3 separate regions of the Mus musculus genome follow, and all the other regions are linked to region 2. Evidence: chromatin contacts called from public promoter capture Hi-C data. All regions are on one chromosome and are shown on one strand. Each heading gives the region's core, a stretch centred on a gene start, on an enhancer-like site or on the middle of the called end of the contact. The rest is flanking DNA. Distances are from core to core; before and after follow the strand shown.

The links. Capture Hi-C pulls out chosen DNA fragments and counts their contacts.
Region 1: a promoter capture Hi-C map of pancreatic islet shows a contact between it and region 2. The contact joins the promoter of Scn9a here to the promoter of Scn1a in region 2. A contact is called at or near these places in 3 of 39 promoter capture datasets (the 3T3-L1 cell line, embryonic stem cells and stem cell-derived epiblast-like cells) and 1 of 9 other capture datasets (pancreatic islet).
Region 3: a promoter capture Hi-C map of pancreatic islet shows a contact between it and region 2. The contact joins the promoter of Ttc21b here to the promoter of Scn1a in region 2. A contact is called at or near these places in 7 of 39 promoter capture datasets (the 3T3-L1 cell line, cranial neural crest, liver and 3 more), 1 of 484 Hi-C or Micro-C datasets (cerebral cortex), 3 of 115 datasets of contacts at active chromatin or transcription factors (embryonic stem cells and stem cell-derived neural progenitor cells) and 3 of 9 other capture datasets (adipose tissue, liver and pancreatic islet).

What each region holds. Positions count from the first base shown.
Region 1 is chr2:66,632,476-66,636,631 of GRCm38.p6, forward strand. It overlaps Scn9a (sodium channel, voltage-gated, type IX, alpha), which reads right to left and starts at 2,487. Exons shown (of 27, transcript NM_001290674.1): 1 at 1,981-2,487. Gm35265 (a long non-coding RNA gene) reads left to right here and starts at 1,289. Exons shown (of 7, transcript XR_374598.4): 1 at 1,289-2,006.
Region 2 is chr2:66,438,660-66,442,899 of GRCm38.p6, forward strand. It overlaps Scn1a (sodium channel, voltage-gated, type I, alpha), which reads right to left and starts at 2,178. Exons shown (of 27, transcript NM_018733.2): 1 at 2,041-2,178. Gm13629 (predicted gene 13629) reads left to right here and starts at 2,221. Exons shown (of 4, transcript NR_033495.1): 1 at 2,221-2,575.
Region 3 is chr2:66,254,557-66,258,483 of GRCm38.p6, forward strand. It overlaps Ttc21b (tetratricopeptide repeat domain 21B), which reads right to left and starts at 2,061. Exons shown (of 29, transcript NM_001047604.2): 1 at 1,958-2,061. The coding sequence starts at 1,978.

The sequences.
Region 1 (4,156 bases), core at 1,237-3,736, 190 kb after region 2:
TAGCACGGGGGCATCTGCACGGGTCCATTTACAACTAATAAGCTTTAGCTCCTTTAGAAAAGTCATGATAAATTTTAGAAAAAAATACCACACAGATGCACATCCTTCTCACACTTGGCCACCGTGTGATGTGCAAACATAATTCAGCGCTTTTATTGTCTATGCAAATGAACCAAATGATTTTCCCTTGCCGTGGACAAAGAGAGTCGAGAATATTAAATAATGTGAATAAACGGCACTGCTGCCTTCTCTTAATTTCTTTGCAGTCAAATCACCCCAGCAACAAGTAGCAAAAAAAAAAAAAAAAAAAAAAAAAAAACCCACACACACAGAAGCATTACAGTTGGAGGGCTCCCATGATTACCTGCGGCTCCCCTGGGGGTGGGGGTGGGGGTGGGGGGCGGGGGGAGCTAGAGGCGCTGGATGCTTTTGGCAGACATCCAAACCTGACTCAGCTCTCTCCTTAGCAGCATCAGGTACACTGAAAGCCTAGTTCTGCATCACAGAACTCCAGGCACACTTTATGCACACCCAAGCTTCTGTGTACCGAGCACATAATGGTTTACTTCTAAAAGTGAACCCTCCTTTAAACAACTGTAGTTGCTTTTAAAAAGTTACCGTGAACAAAATTGGCATCAGTGGTCTAAACAGTTCGTCTATGTTCCATTACATCAAACGCCATATTTTGCCTGGCATCTGCTAATGAATGAGTTAGTCTAACAAACATGGTAATATGATACATAGAAATCTGATAGAAGTAGCTTTTAAATGAAAGAAATTCCATTTATCTTAAATTGTAAGAATTAAAACTCCAACTTAAATACGTGAAAATGGCAAAAACAGAAAGAAAGGATGTCTCTTTCACCTGTGTACAGGGAACGGAGCTAGGAAAAAAAAAAAAAAATGTTTCTAGGCAGAAATGACTCTGCCCCCAACAGCGACTCACAGTCGGCAACCAAAAATCCCATCATTTGTGTAAAAGCATATATTAATTTGGTCTTTATCTTTTATAAGTTTTCTTTGAGGGAAAAAAAATGCCCCAAATTTGGTTCTGGCAAAATTGCTGTTGGATTAAAGTAATTTACTGTTGACTCTAAAACTTAAAAAAAGAAAAAGAAAAAGAAAAGAAAGCCTTGTAAAACTTTTTGCTATGATTTAAAAAACTGGCTTTAGTTTATTTGGTTGGTTGGTTGATTGATTAATCTTGTTTGGAACACACACACACACACACACACATACATACACACACACACACATGCAAAGAAAAAAAATTCACCCTTCGAGAGTTCATGATATTCAGTTGTACTATATACCAAATTAAAATGAACTAAAACTTTTAATTTTCATTATAAAGTGCTCATTGACCTGAAAAACAAACAAACAAACAAACAAACAAACTGTTAAGAAACGGGCTGGTTCTTTATTTGCCTGTTAATGCTTCTCTGGGGTGTGTAGATTTTCTGATCTTTCCTAGGTAAGTCAGCAATGCTGTGTCTGCGTGTTTATCTTTGCAGACACTCGCTCTAAAGCACATGCCTTTTTATTAGCTAGTCAAGAAGCATAAGCTGGCCCTGGTCCTGAGACCCATGTAACAACTCCACTGGAGTAGACGGAAAAGAAATAACAGACTGTTAAGCATCTCTACCTTTGTGTATATTGTTGAACCCGTAGGAGCCGCAAGAGTGTGATTTTTTGGGGGGGGGGGGGTTGGGAGCGTAGCTTTCCGGTTGAAATAGTTGGATTTCATTCTCTGCTGACCCCACCTTCCCCGCCCCCAATCCCCACCTCTTTCAGCCCCTTTAAATTCCTGGTGGTGCAATCCTTGGTGGCTAAATTCGAGTTTGTGAAAAACGGACACAGGTGGGTGTGGCAGTTGAAGGGAGCAAAGGGACCTTAGGTCCTCTTTCTTCCACACTCGCGGGAGTAGCAAGAGGTTGGGAAAAAAAAAAAAAAAAAAAAAAAAAAAAGACTTTCACTGACCTGGCCCCACGGATCATGCCCACCCGGTGAGTGCACCTGCGGATTCTGATCCAAGGGAAGTCTTCCTCTCTTCCCAGGCTTCTTTCTTCCCTCTGCTTCTTTCTTTGAAATCCTGTTGCTCACAGTGCCTGCTACTAGGAGTCCGGGATACCCAGGCTAGACCAGACCAGCCTGCACAGTGGGCAGGATTGAAAAGGCTAGAGTCGCAATTGGAGCGCAGGCTAGGCCTGCACGGAGTCTGTCTGTTTCTAGTCTGCTCAGGATGAAGCGACCCCGCCCTCGGCTGCCAACCGCGTCGCTAGGCCTCCTCGATGCTCCCTGAGCTCTCGGGTCCCCACCCCTAGCTCCCTCCTCCCAGCCCGGTAGACGGTGCAGGGCGGAGACCTGGCGATTGGGCGTGGTGATGCTAGGGATGCGGCAGCCTCTATACTCCGTGCTAGAAGAAGGGACAGGAGGTGGGTCGCACAGCCTCTCACCCGCGGCCACCTCTCTGGGTGGGGTGTGTGCGAGTGTGCGCCAGTGTGGCGGGCAGCTAAAAAGGCCCTTCCATCACCTCGCCCCACCTCCCTCTAGCTCCTTCCTTCCCTCCAGTTCAGTGCTAATGTTTCCGAGAAGCCACTTTATGTGGCTTGAAGGCTGAGTCGGAGAAAAACTGCAAGGCAGAGAAGAATGACAAAGGGTTGGAGCTTGGGGAGAATGTACAAAGCATTGTCCTCCAGGTGCCTCCCTGCCTGCAGAACACTGTTCCCTCCTTTGGGGTTTGCCCTTGGTAGAGCTGGGTAGTGAATGCTCAGAACCGATTTTTAGGCTGTGTCCTTTTCCTGTTTTGTTTGTTTGTTTGTTGTTTTTGTTTTTATAAGTGAGTGTGCAGTCTTCTAGATAGGCAAAGAATGCATATTTCTTTTTGAAGTTTGACTAGGCTGTAGAGGCTGGTCTAGGTGGGGAGGAAGACTTGGTTTAGATTTTCCTAGACTTAGGACCGCTCACCAGGATATGCAATCAACCCCAGGGATGGTGAATTTCAGAGATTAGTTCAGGGACTGTGGAAAGAAATTGTTCTTGGTGTGTGTGTGTGTGTGTGTGTGTGTGTGTGTGTGTGTGTGTGTGTGTGTGTGTTGTGTTGTGCAGAAACTTGGCAGGGGAAGCAATGGCAGAAACACAACAACAATCTGCGGAAAGAAGACATTGGAGGATGGCAGATTCTGAGACTTGGTGGATGGACTTCATGACCCAGCTTTCAGAAAGTTCAGGGCAGGTCAGATCAGCTTGATGGGCAAGGCTTTTTCTGCAATACTGTGCCAATCGCTCCACCCCCACCCCCACCCCGGGGAAGTGAAGCTTAAGTTCAATATCCACAGTTTGAAGCACCACATCTATATGGCCTGCTGTGCTGGAGGAAAGAGGGACTTTAATACTACACCCTTGAAAGGCAAAAATGTGCTACAAAGTGTGTACAAACACTTTAATTTTGGGGGCTGGAGAGATAGCTCAGTGGTTAAGAGCAGTGACTGCTCTTCCAGAGGTCCTGAGTTCAATTCCCAGAAACCACATGGTGGCTCACAACCATCTCTAATGGGATCTGATGCCCTCTTCTGGTGTGTGTCTGAAGAAAGCTACAGTGTACTCAGACACATAAAATAAATAATAATAATAAAAAACTTTAATTTTGGAGATAGCTCTCTGGAAAAATCATTTGACAGTAATTCTTAGAACTGTGTGCTAGAAAAGTAGTCACCTTTTACCTGGATGATTTCAGATGTAGGAAGAGTTCAATAAAAAACATAATGTACCATTTTTTTTAAACAATTCTAACTGTAGAGCAATTTTAGGTTCTCAGCATCACTGAGAGGACACATAGTTTCTTGTTCCCAGGTATGCAAAGAATCCTTTTATTACCAACATCTTTAATTCCATAGTCTGGATCTACCATAGCTGATTATTTCATTTCTTCATTACTTTCCAGTATTGGGGAATTTGAGTAAAGCATCTATAAATGTGTGTGTGTGTGTATGTTTGTAGACATAACATTTCAATTCCTTTCAGTAAATACCAAGAATACTACCATTAAATTGTATCATAAGAGAGATTAAATATGCAAGAAAATGGCAAACTATTCCAATGAGTCCATGTCTTTTTTTTTTTTTTTTTTTTCCCCTCACCAGGCATGGCTGAGAGT
Region 2 (4,240 bases), core at 928-3,427:
TGCACAGTAAACATCAGTCCACAGCTAGCCATAGTTAGGCCAGGCAAGAAGAAACAGAGAATTTAATTATGTAACACCTATTCAGATATTGTATGAAAACCATTTTCATATCTGACCAAGTTACTGTCCCATGTACTGGATCTTCACACACCTCACTACTGCCTGGAGGTTGTAAGAACTTGCATTTCTAGAACCTACAAAGGGAAGTTCTAAGTGTGTCTGCCCTGAGGCCCAAAGACGGGCATTTCCAAATGTTCCATTCAGATGCTGACATAGCTAGTAGCTAGCTTTCTCAGACCACTGAGAAACACTGCCTAACATTTGATGGGGAAATGGCAAATGCTGGTCTAAGAGTAAACTTGAATCTCACCCTTCATGTAATCTCACTTTAAGAGTGATTAATGTTAATTCACACAAAGGACTATAATCATATAAGTGGTAATTTAGACATAATTCAAATTTCAAAAAGTCTAAAAAGGAAGAAATCTGTAGGTTTTTGATAGCCTATAGAGACAACATTAAGGAATAATCATATGTTATTTGAGGAGAAGAGTGATACCCTAAATATAATAAGTATTATATAAAAATATTATATATAAAATACCCTAAATTGGAAGACATCCAAACAAATAATATAAATATTATTCTGTATGCATTCTTTATTTTTAACATTTTATTTCTGCTAGACTGAGTGACCTTGATCTATTGGGCCTGCCGAGCTGTATCTACGGGGATCGTTGCTATTGACATCAGTAATATAAAATCAGGCCTTTAGGGAGCCGTAACTGTCTCTTCAAATGATTTGGGAAAATGTGTACATCTTCAATCAATTAAATACAGGACAAATTTAGTCAATCACAAATGATCAACACGCCCCTGTTCATTGTGCTTAGCAGTATGAAAATGGCACCCAGGCAAATTGATTTCGGTAACACTCCTTTTCATTCTTTTAATTCAATAGTGAGAAGAATATAAGGCAGTTTTCAATGTTCTATCCACAGTAATCCTGTAGTTAGTCTGCCTTACTGCTTACACCAGAGCTCATTTGAAGACACCCAAGCAAATGACAGGAAACTTTTAACTCTGGTCAAGTCCCAATCACAGACCCTTGCTTGCCAAGGACACAAAGGAAGCCAAACTTTCAAACATGCTGCATTGATCTCCAACTTTTTAAATCCCTCTGTCATTTTAAATGAGGTGCACTCGGTTGTGTCATCATCTCGGTTTTAATTGTGTGAAAATTTCCTGCCAATCTCACACCGCTGCGGCAACCTCACCTTGCTACTTGCCCTGCAAGTTCTGCAGTGTGCCGTTCTGAGTATGCCGTTTTAACTAGTTCTTGCAGCAGGACACAAAGCGAGATAGTCTGATAGAACCAGTTCTCCTCTGGTTTTACCTTTACTCTTAGATGAGTTAAGGGTCACATCAAACCAGGGCTCAGCCCGCCAGATCTCCTAAGCACAGCCCCTCCTGACCCAATGCAGTTAACCCAACCTCATTCAGCGCTAGTATCAAATGACACTGGAGCTGCTGCAGTATGCATCCCGAGACTAAGTAGGCAGGATTTATTATCAGCAGAAGTCCCCTAACTACCAGGTTATTCAAGCTCCGTTCTTGTCACAAACAGGCGCGGCGGAAGACACAGTGCAGCAGACTCAGAGCTCATTTACAAGACAAGCGAATTCTCAGTTAGAGACAAGGGCAGCGCGGCAGCGAACTGCAGTAAATCTTTTCACGCTCACAGCAACATCTAACAATGCTCTCCTGCAACGCCTCAGATCAAACGAATCCTACTTGGTTTAAACATCAAATCAACACCATAAAAAAGGCTTCATTAGCAAAGTTCAATTTAGGATGTTTTTAATCGTGTCTTAATTCTAGAACCAGTGCGAGACTTTCCATGCTTATTCAAGCATGCTGACAGAATTGGAACCTCTTAGAATTGCCTACCTGCACCTATCAGCCTGGCTGACAGGAGCCCGCCAAAGGATTAAAAAAAAACAAAACCCAAAACATAAAATCATGCAAAAAAATATTTACCCCCGAAAGATGTATGTAGTTAAAGCTCAGCTTCCTGCAGCCTCGATAGCCCCTGAAGTGTTAATCTGAAGAAACAGTTCCATGAGTTTCCACAGGCCGGTAGTGAGTCTCCTACACTTGACCTAGACAGACTTACATAATGAAGCATCAGTGCTGGGGAGCTTGCACGATGTCATCACCAGCAAGAGTAAGAAGTATTGGCAGCAGCAAGCAGGCGGGCAGGCTGAGATCTTGCATGGAAATCATGAACCAGGTCTTGCTTTTCGTTTTTGAAACGTTTTGGAAGGAGAGTTATGAATAGCCCAGAAATAGGTCTCATTTTGTGGGTAGGAAGAATGACCAGAAGCATGAAAGCTAAATCTCCTGGCAAGTGCAGGGGACCTCTCTTGGAGTGTGCAGTAAACCCGAGGGGACGACTTCTCCTGCTGTCAACTCCTGAACCATCACATCTGGAGTGAAGGAAGGGGCTGGTGAAGCCTTGTAATAAATGCAAAGGATGCTGCTGAGAGCTTTGGTCTGCCTTTAACTCATTGTGGTGAGTAGAGGGGATGTGGCAGTATGCAATGAGAGTTGGTTGTGTAGGTTGCTTTGCAGAGTAATAACCAAAAAAAAAAAAATCTGTGAAGTGCTCAATACTTTAGACACATTTTAATAAACAAGATGATAGTAAAATTACTCTTCTCCATCAAATTGAGACTGTGCTGGGTTAAACTGTTTTAATGCATTTTAACTCCTGATGTTCATCCAAGTAATAAGAGCAGGTACACATCTTTGTGGTTTGCAGATAAATATCAGATGTGATAATTGTACTGTCTGTACTGAGAAAAGAGGTTCTGAGCTTTCTCCTTAGATTTTGCATATAGTGAACCATTCTTTTAGACTTTCAAAACAATCTCTATAGAAATTGTTTTATTCTATTTTATTTTATTTTGTTTTATTTTATTTTATTTTAAAAAGATGGTCATTCTTAGATTCACTTCTTGATACCAAGGGGAATATTTTAAGCAGCAGATTAAAAAATATTAAACTGCCTAATTAACAATCAATTATCTCAAGTGTATGTAACATGAGCTACAGTCTTAAAACCTACAAACAGTACATCCAGTCTCCTACCATGATTCTGAGTGTGATGATTTCATATGAGCACAAGATGACATCATACTATTTAGTTATATGTAAAATCATGGTCTTACATGGGTTGTGGACAAAACCATCTAGTTTTGGAGGTGACAGAAATAGAGAGGACGCCATGCACTACTTAAAAATAATCGCAGCCTTCTTTTCTTAGCTAGGGAGTTTGCTGCTATGAGCCACATTAAGACCAGGGTGAGGAGATGAGACGATACAGGGGCATGAAAGAACACGGTGATCTACTTTCTCCTGTTAATTAACGAGTAAGGAAATAGACATTAAAAGAAGTTAAATGTGTCTGAGCCAACGTAGGTGAGGTTTCCCCCAAATTCACCTGGTAGTTTTGCTACTGCAGTATAGTAAATACTTGTTTTCATTTGTTTTTTTTTTTTTGTTTTTTTTGTTTTTTTGTTTTTTTGTCTTTTTGTTTTTTTTTTTTTTTTGTTTTTTTTTTTTACTAGACCATCGGCTGGATTTACAGTCATTTTTTTTTTCTCCAGACAGATTATAATGTCACTAAACATTTGCTTTTTTTTTTTTTCAGTAGTATAATTTTGGAAAAAAACCAAGTTCTGTAGTAAATAGAATGAGAAATCTCCTCCCTCTCCATCCTCCCCAGAACTGTAAAGAACATATTGGGGTAGAGTTGAGTTACATTTTCAAAGCCTTCAGTTATATTTTGAATATTGAGTGATAGAAATGGTGCTGATGTGAATTATGCAATAGGCTTCTCCCTGTTTTGAAGCATTAATGACCTGGGAATCAACCACACAGGGGGCAAGGATCTGGAATATGCATATCATTTTTAAAAAGTTCTGTCTTACATTTTTTTTTTTTTTTGAAAAACGACGAGTCTCTTGCAGTCTGAAACTGATTTTCACACTCTTGTGTCTCTGCTGTTAGGACAGTACTTACTGAACATCATTGAATATTTGCTGAGTGAATGAATAGTGGAATGAACAGGGTTCACAATGTATTCATGTGTGGGGAGCTGCACCTACTATGGTTTAGTTGAGTTCTTTGGAGAGTGACTTAAATTGTCTACAAAATTATTTATTAACATGTTAAT
Region 3 (3,927 bases), core at 811-3,310, 180 kb before region 2:
CCTTTTGATTTCTGAGGTGGGATCTCCTAATGTAGCTCAGGCTGGCTCAAACCTGCTCTCCTCCTGACTCTTTCGCCAGAGTGCCAGGAGTAGGCTTGTATCCCCATGCTCAGCGGTCTAGCAAACACTTTTGGACTGTCTACTTTCTAGTATTAGGTACTGTGTAAGATACTGAGAAGAGAGTATAACCTATCCTGTTCTACACTGTACTCTGAATCTATCAATAAGATGCTGAGAAAAGTTAACAAGAGTGTTTACTGCCATGGAAAAATCTTGAACATTCAGGTAAACTGTAATCTGAACACCCGCTGGGACACAATGCTATAATGAATGTGGGGTGGGCACTACTTCGCTTTGGGGAATACAGAATACTGTACTCAGCTTGGTAACTGTGGGTGACCAGGGAACCCACTCCTGCAGAGGATGCTAGAGCCGATTCTTCAATTATAAACACATTACTCCATCTCCTCCACATATAACACCGTATTTCTCTTGGAATATTTCTGAGAAAGGCCCAGGGCTGTAAAACGCAGAGGAAGAGCAATATGGAGATAAGAGTGTGGTACCTGGGTTGGGTGTGGTGATGGGCGGGGCTAAAAGCCAGCCCTTATTCTACAATAGGGTAGGAAACCAGAGTGATAGGTCCAAAGGGAAGGTAGGTCCAAGATATGTCTGGCTTTCTTCCCACTTGGTTTTGTATGGGTAGTGAGCTAAAAATAGTTGGAGAAGAAGGGCCAGGGAAAACCTTTCATAGACAAACGTTAGAGCTCATGAAGATGTACTGGCATATGAGGATGCTCCTTCATTTAGGTACATCCACAGCTGCTTACCAACGTCACTGCAGATGGACAGAGATACTAAAGTAGGTACCATCTGGCATTTTGTAGACGGTGCTTGCCACTCCTTGTTCAAGAACCTTGTTCTAGATAGAATATTGCACTGATCAAACTGGAAAGGGAAGAAGCCAAGGTCAGCAGCCTCAGTTTTAGGACACGACTCGCTCCTGTGCTAAGTGATGAGAAGTTTAATAATGGTTTTATCACTAAAGTGGTTTTAGTGCAGAACTCATTTGGATAAAATGAGGGATAAAACATGTAAAAGAGTTGGAGGAAAAACTTGAAAAGGTAATGTAGAAATTCATTAAAAAAAAAAAAAAAAAGCCAAACCTTTCGGTCTTCCCTAACTGTCAGCACCCACTGTCCTCTGAATATAATCAGTAGTTCTCATGACATTCATGTGTTTAATAGCTTGTGGGGTCAGCCCTCATAAATCAAGTGAAAGTTGCAAGACTAAGCACCTTTACTGCAGTATTGCAAGTACTTAGAAAATAGTGCAAAACACACAGAAGGCAGTCAACCAATGCTTGCTAAATGTACTAAGAACTTTTTCCAGTGTTGGATTTTTGAATGAGTAAATCTCATGTCCAGGAGTCTGTTCAGCTAGCTCCAACTTCCGGGAGTCACCCAAGAAAAAGCGCTCCACAAATACTGAACAGGTCCCAAAGTGGACAGAGGGGAGGGGAGGGGATGCGAGGGGAGGGGAGGGGAATGATCGCGAAAGGCTTCCAAACCTTGTCCTTGTTTTTCACCATTTCTGAAATATATGCTGAGTGCAACTATGGGAAGACCATTTTCATAATCTATAATACTCCTCCTTTTAAAGGACTTTCGTTAACCGCTTGCAAAGGTGAGTGCCGGGTAGAGGACATTAGCTCGCTAAGTCCCTAGAAATCACACTTGGAGACTAAGCAGGCTTTCCCAGGAGAAGTCCAAAGCCAACATAAGCAGGAGGCTGGGGGCTGGCCGTTAACCGCAAGGCAGTGGTTGAGCCCTCGGGATCATCCCGGCGGGGGGCGCAGCATCTCCGCCAAGGCCGCAGGCTCTCACCATCAGCTGCCCGAGCCACCCTGTACCTCGCAGTCCACTCGCCCTGCCCACGCCCCGCGCCGCCCGCTCACCTTCAGCCCCTGGGAGTCCATGGCCGCCGGCTACCCGGAGGGTGCCCACCGCTGCCCGCCGCAGGGTTAGGGGTTCAGACCCACTTCCCGGGCCCTCAAACCCTAAGGGACGCGGCGTGCAGCACGAGGGGCGTGGCCCGATCTCCATTGGTTGTCGGCGTGAGGGGGCGGAGCTTAGTTGTAGGACTAGGAAGGAGGGGGCCACCGGAGCAGGCGAGGAGGGAACCCCGAGGGAGGACCGCGAGGGCGACTGGGGCTGGAATCCGCTGAGCATTGAGTGCTGCCGAGTTGTGGGGCTAGAGGAGGGAGGTCCAGCCTGGAAACGGCGCGAGGAGGAGGGATTGGGTGGAGCAAGAGATATGAGATTAAAGAATAAAGATGATGAAGCAGCAAATAGGAGGGAGAGCCATGCCGCTTTTCATCCCTGCAAACAAAGGCCGACTCCATTTTCTCAGCATTTTTTGTGGAAGCCGATTTGCGCAATGCGGCTTAGTACTTGACCAGGGAAAATGATTTACCTGACACGTGTAGTAATCGTGTCTGGGCCACAAGGTGGCGCAGAAAAATCACAGTTCGGCAAAAACCTTGAAGCCTGGCTTGGGCTTGTTCTAAATCTTTTCAGGCGCTGCTGTAATTTTGCTATTCGAGTGCTTATTAAACTGCTCCGCCAGATTTCCACCCCCAAAGTCTTATTTAAAAATATGTGGTTACCTCTTTTAGATTTCTATTTCTTAAGTGTTTGCTGTAGTTTGGATCTAAACTGTCCCTCAAAGACACACGTGCTGAATGTTCCCCAGCCCGTGTGCTGTTGGGAGTGGTGGAACCTTTGATAGATGAGGCCAAATGAAAGGACTTTAGAAGATTCTCACGTGACCTTGAAGAAGACATTGGGACCATGGACTTGCTGTTTGCTTTTCTTTTTGCTTTTCTGTTTGCTTCCTGGCAGCCTTCCTTAGAAGATCTTCACCAGTGTATTTATCATGAGATCCAGCAAGCTGACTGAGAGGGGCATCTAGACACACTAATTTGTTTCTGCTTGTATTCTTTAAAGGACTGCAGGCAGCTGTGGCCGTTATACTGATGTTTTAGTGGGCCTCCTGCCTGCTCTTAGGACTCTTCCTTCAATCGGGTTGCTTTCTCCATCCTCCGTATGAGATCTTTTACCTTGTCTTACTGTATTTTGGTCCTGTTTGGCTGTCATCTCTTAGAAGCCTACTTCTTTCTGAAGAGGAGAGGGAGGGGGAATGGATCTAAAGGAATGGAGAAGCGGATGTGGTGAAAAGCTAGGAAGAGTGGGGTGGGGGAACTGTGGTTGGGATGAGAGAAGAATCCATTTCAATTAAAAAAAAACAGGCAGAATGATGTAGACAGTTCTAGAATTCTATCTTATCAAGAAGAGAGGTACTTAAGGTCATGACAAAGCAGTGGGGATGCTAATTATTCCAATGTGACCCCTGCTCTTTGTATGTGTGCACTGAAATATCGCACTGTATCCCAGTGAAAACCACCAGTTTCCACATTTTTGAGCATCATATAAGCCTTTTGAGTTTCAGTGGAGTCTTGGGACAGAAAGGGCCTTATGATACTGAGTGAGAATTAGTGTTGAGAGCCAGGGGTACACATCTTTAGTCCCAATTACAGAGGAAACCATGGCAGAATGGGCACTTGAGCCCATGAGTTCAAGATAGACAACTGGAAAGACACACCATCTTTAAAAGAACAAAATGTTCTTGTTAGATAAATGGGACTGGTGATTAGTCATAAATTTAATTAAATTAAGAAGAAAAAAATTGGGGGCTGGAGAGATAGCTCAGCGGTTATGAGCCCTGACTGACTGTTCTTCCAGAGGTCCTGAGTTCAATTCCCAGCCACCACATGGTGGCTCACAACCATCTGTAATGGGATCTGATGCCCTTTTCAGGTGTGTGTCTGAAGACAGCTACACTGTACTCATATAAATAAAATAAGTA